Regions from separate parts of the Gossypium hirsutum genome. Here region 2 is linked to region 1. The links are chromatin contacts, called in public Hi-C maps. All regions are on one chromosome and are shown on one strand. Each heading gives the region's core, a stretch centred on a gene start, on an enhancer-like site or on the middle of the called end of the contact. The rest is flanking DNA. Distances are from core to core; before and after follow the strand shown. Region 1 holds the start of LOC107891932 (sugar transport protein 8). Region 2 holds the start of LOC107891937.

What was found. Hi-C and Micro-C count contacts between places; a contact is called where the count stands out from the background.
Region 2: a contact with region 1 is called in a Hi-C map of petal, with 1.9 times the contacts expected there. The contact joins the promoter of LOC107891937 here to the promoter of LOC107891932 in region 1. A contact is called at or near these places in 3 of 34 Hi-C or Micro-C datasets (hypocotyl, leaf and petal).

What each region holds. Positions count from the first base shown.
Region 1 is chrD09:29,154,201-29,157,100 of Gossypium_hirsutum_v2.1, forward strand. LOC107891932 (sugar transport protein 8) reads left to right here and starts at 1,351. Exons shown (of 5, transcript XM_041101851.1): 1 at 1,351-2,277. The coding sequence starts at 2,218.
Region 2 is chrD09:29,409,673-29,412,372 of Gossypium_hirsutum_v2.1, forward strand. It overlaps LOC107891937, which reads left to right and starts at 1,428. Exons shown (of 3, transcript XM_016816860.2): 1 at 1,428-2,379. The coding sequence starts at 1,562.

The DNA.
Region 1 (2,900 bases), core at 101-2,600:
CCATATGTCTTAATCATGCAAATAAACAAGTTTTATTGATATTTCATACCAGCCGAATGTTAATAGCATCCATTACAGCCTACATTTGTAACAATTTCACACCAAGTCATTCTATTTTTACTATTTCAACAATTTAATGCGTAATCGATAAATTCATCAAAAATCACTTAACAAAATTCTTATAAATAACAACTAATACTTCAAACTCATCATTTAACAATCACAAAGATTCATCAATGGTAGAATTCAAAATCTTTAACAGTTTCAAAAACGAAGGCATGGGCTAGTTGGACCTAGTTGCAACGATCTCAATAACATAAAAATTATTAGAAATGAGACCAAAATGACATACCATGCTACCATTTGAACTTCTCGAACCTCAAAGCTTAAAAATGGCTTCTTCCCCCTTAACCATTCGGTGATGAAGACTTTGAGAAGATGATAAAAGCTTTTGGTTTTATTCAATTAAAGTTTAATTATGAAATTACAAATTTGTCCATTTAAAAATCAACCAAATTTCGAGCATTTAATTACCCAAAACTGTCCACCTAAAATTCAATTGGTATAATTGCCAACTAAGTCCGACAATTCACCTTTTCATACCTATTAGACACATTTAATTAATAGAATTCAACATTTGCATTTTTTACAATTTAACCCTTTTCAATTAATTAACTATCTAAACATTAAAATTTCTTAACGAAACTTTAATACAACCTTAATAACACTCCATAAATATTTATAAAAATATTTACGGCTCAGTTTATAGAAATGAGGTCCCGATACCTCATTTCCTAAAACCACTTAACTTTAGGGTATTACCACTTAACCTAATTGTTCCTTCGAATAACATAAATTGTCAGTTCAAAATTTATTTTAATACCATAATTGACTCGTAAATATTAAATAGTAATATTTACGAACTTACTCGTTGGATTTGTGGCCCGAAACTACTATTTCTGACACTACTAAAGAATAGGTTGTTACACTAAGATTTCAAGGTTAAAGAGGTCACATAAACAATTGTTTGAGATAAGCTACATATCATGGGTTATTTCCAAAAAAATATAGGTCGTACAACTCAAGATTGATTTGCAAAGAATTTAATTAATAAGGTAGGCTTGAAAGCTCAATCGGTCCAAAGAAAATGTGCCTAAGTCATTTTTAGACCTGCTTTGTTATCTAAGATTTCACCTCAAGAAAAATACCAAACAAATTCTAGAGACTAAGTCCTCATGCATGTTTAATTTACAGGGAATATAGAACAATTATGGTGAATCTACACTCTAATAAAATCAACATTCATCTCATAATTTATTTAACATAAAAAACTACTTGAAATAAAAAAAAGATTGATGTTGAATGTCTTTTCCAGTTCTCTGCCCCCTGCACAAATTCATCTTCTAAAAAAATTGAGGCAAATGAAAATATTTAAGGCACGGTCCCCCTGAAACTTAAGCGGAACAACATCCTCATTGTTGAAAACATCTATCAGATTAAAATAAAAAAATACTTGAAAAATAATTACAGCTAGAAATTTATTTTCCAAAATTAAATCAGGAGAAGACCCTCTCATTTATTTATTGACCTATCATTGTCTTGTGTCTGTCATTAGGAGAAGACCGGCTACCACCTAGAAATTTCCACCCTCGTTTCTCAATAATTTCCTGGATGAGTGTTGGTACGTCATACTCACTATCCAGTTGAAAACCCTTTTCTAGAAATAGGGGTTTCTTCTTAAATATTCTGATGTATTTGGCCCTTATTCTTGGGGTTCGAAACCAAGGTTGAAACTCTTCCTCTTGAATCTCTGATTTCTTCCTTTTTTTTACTCATCTTCAAAAATAATCAAGAAAAAACCCACTTAGTAGAAAAAATTAAATCACACAATTACCTTAAGATGGGTTAGGGGCGGTAAATAGGGTTTGTTGATTGTTGAGGGGTCAACAACAATCGCTAAGAAACTACCGAAAAATTTTGCTGCTACCATCGTCTAATGGCACTCACGGTTCGACAAGGCTCGATTATTGTCGATGGCATCTGATTGCTGGCGATGGTGATCGATAGGGCTCGATGGTGGCTAATGACTACCGCAAGTGTCTGATGGTGGCCTGATCGATAGAGGCCGAAGGTGCGTGAGGACTGCCACAAATGGCCGATGGTCTGCTGTTGGAGGGTGCATGAGCGCACGGGTCTACAGGGCTAGGGGGTCGGTTGATGTTGTTTCGACCGCACCAAGCTGGTGCTGGCAGCGGTGGTGATGACAACGACGATGAGGTGGGTGGCGGCTAAAAAAAATAAAAGTATAAAAGATAAATAGGGAAGGAAAAATAATAAATAAAAATAACCCTAATTTCACTTAAGTTAAAAGATTAACTTAATTTTAATTAGTACTTCTATTTACATTATTTTTTCTTTTTACCCATTTATTTATTTACAAAACTTATCTAAGAAAGAAAATGTAATTAAAATCAAAATAAAAACAAAAAGATAAAAAATAAAAGAAAAATAAACTTAAACATAAAGAGAAAGATAAAATTTATTTATTTAGAAAAGTAATAGTTTTCCGATAGAAAAAATTTCATGGATTGGTTAAAATGAGTGAAATGTTTTCTTGCTCGATTTTACCAGTCCAGTAATGTTTCAGTCGTTGACCATTAACTTTAAACGTTCCTCCTTTATTGTTTTGGAGTTCAACAACTCCTTATGGAAAAACTTGATTAATCGAAAAGGGTTCTGACCATCAGGATTTAAGTTTACTTGGAAAAAACTTCAATCTCGAATTGAAGAGAATGACTTGTTGTCCTGCTTTGAATACGGGGACGGATGTCCTTATCATGCCATCTTTTTTATTTTGCTTTAAAAATTTTGGCATTCTCATAAGAGAATAATGTCATATT
Region 2 (2,700 bases), core at 178-2,677, 260 kb after region 1:
AAAAATTCTTACAATTAATTAAATTAATTAAATTTATCTTCCATGCCAAATAAAACCTAGAATTTTTTCATCACTTCTTTACCCAAACGAAAAATAAGCAATTAATTTATTTATTTGCAATGATTTTTCTTTTCTTTTAAGTTAATATGGAAGATAAATTTATATAATAAAAAGAAATTTAAGTTTTGCAGAAAATTATTAAATATGAGTTATTGAGTTGATTTTATTAATAATAATAATATGGAGACATAAAATAAAATTTTAAAATTTAGAAGGAGATTAATTTAATTAATTTCAATATTACAGTAACAAATCGGTTAACATTACCAATGGATAATTTTTTTCAACATTTCATTTAATTGATTTTGATGTTTTGAAATTTAAAATTTCAATGTTAAAAAAAAAAGATATTTAGAACTTTCGGCAAGGGGACAAACAAGTACAATTTGACAATTTTTAAAACATTATTTTAATTTCTACCAATTTTTCACTTTAATCTTTAATGTTTTTTTACCCAATCAATATTAAAAAAGGGATGTTTTTGGGTGATCAAAATGAAAGTGTGAACATGATGTGGAATATACAACTTAAGTGGCATTAGAAATCTAACGGTTGAGTGACTAAAACGAAAACGCCCTAAAAAGTTAAGTGACAAAATTGCAAGGGTTTCATTTTGGATGACTAAAATGACAACGCCTTAAAAGTTGGGTGACCAACTAGAAAATTTACCCTATATATATGTATGATTTATATGATACTATATTCAATTATTATTAAATAATGAGGGTTAAGTAATTAAGTTACTTGAGATTGTTATGTAATATTTAATTTGTTTGGAATTCTTGTGTTTAAGTTGTTTTGTATATTTGAATTGTTGTAAAATTGTCATGTTTAATATGTTTGGATTGTTATTTAACTATTTTTGTTAATTTACATTTATTTAGTGTTAATTATGAATAAATGTTATTTAAAATTAATTTTTGTTTGAATTTATATTATTTTGTGGATTCATATTTGGATTTTTATCTTACATATGATTGAAAATGTTAAATTTAGTTTTTTTACGATGATGATATTTAATTCGGATTCAAATTTAGATAATAATACTCAAATAATTTACGGATTTAAATTCGAGTAATCCAAAAAGTAAGTTAATCGATCTGGTGTGGCTACTAATCCTTGTTTAAGAACCTCTTTAGCTAAGTAAATGCTCCACCAAATGTAAGTTGCATTTGATCCAATTCTCAGTAGTAAGAAGTTTGTGTTAGTAAGTAATTTGCTTTCAAAACTTTATAGAAGAAAGAACTCAAATTATGGATTAAACGCCATCCTTGTTTACATAAACATGACCACATTGATGTCATTAGGTGAAAAAATTATTTGACAAGCACTGAATTAAATCTTAAACTTTGACAAATTATAGGGGTTGAGGGCAAAATTTGAACTTTTTTTTTTTGAAAATCTAAATAATTTACGGGTGAACTTTACAGCGAATAAAAGCTCCATCTTCCTGTGTTTCCCCTAAATGCATCCAAAAGCCTTAAAATCCAACTAAATTCCAATGATGGCGGGACCGAATCCGCCAAAACAACCGTCATCCTCCTCCAACAACCACCGCAAATCCCGCTGGGAATCTTCCTCTTCCAACGCCAATAAAAACCCCTCCTCCACAACCGCCGACCACAAGTCCTACACCAAGCCCAGCCCATGCACCAGGACTGGCCCACCTCCAAGCTCCGCTGCTCATAACAAGTCACAATCCGACCCCAATCAAGCTCATCCCCCCTTCCCCTTCCCCGATCCTGCCGCCCTTGGCCCTCCGCCTCCACCGGCGTATGGATTCCACATGCTGGAGCGTCGGACAATCGTCCTTTACGACGGTAGCGTCCGCTCCTACTTTGCTCTCCCGCCCGATTACCAGGACTTTCCGACTCGACCCATACTCGGACCTCGTGACTTCGGTAGCCCATCAATGGGCTTCCGCGATAATCGCGATTATTGGAATTCGCCGAGTGACGGGCCTGGCCCGTTAAAGAGAAAGTACGGCGATGAAGGCAAAGACCTAAGAGAGGAGAAGAAGGAAAAGATCTACACTTTGGGGCCAGGCGGGTCAGACCGCCTAACTGGAATGAGTAGCCCGCTTGGAAATGAGGAAACTAGGGCAGCCAAGTATATGAGAGTTGGTGGGGGATTTCAAAATAATAATGCGGGGTTTAATCATAAGCATTTGGAGGTTGATCAAAGTGCTCTAAAGAAGGCGTTTTTGCACTTTGTGAAGGCAGTTTTTGAGAATACGGGGCAGAAAAAGAATTACTTCGAGGATGGTAAACAAGGGCGGCTTCAATGCTTGGCTTGTGGCAAGTCTAATGCCAAATTTAGGTTTGATTCTGAATTGGAATTAACTTCTTGAATGCTATTTTTCATTGTTTGAGTTCCATATTATGATTTGAAATCAAAAAATAATGCTTTACTGCTTAGATGCTTCAGTTCTTTCTTAATTTGCTGTGTTGCAACTACTTAGATTAGATTGCTTGTTATGTGGCTGTTAACATTTTAATATATTAAGCTAGAGTGCTGTATTTGATAGGTGATATTGACTTAAGGATGCAAATATCTTGGAGCTTGAATTTAGTTGACTTGTGTTGCATTTACTGCACATAGCACTGAAATCGTTTTCAGTGCAGGTGTTTGATGTTTTTA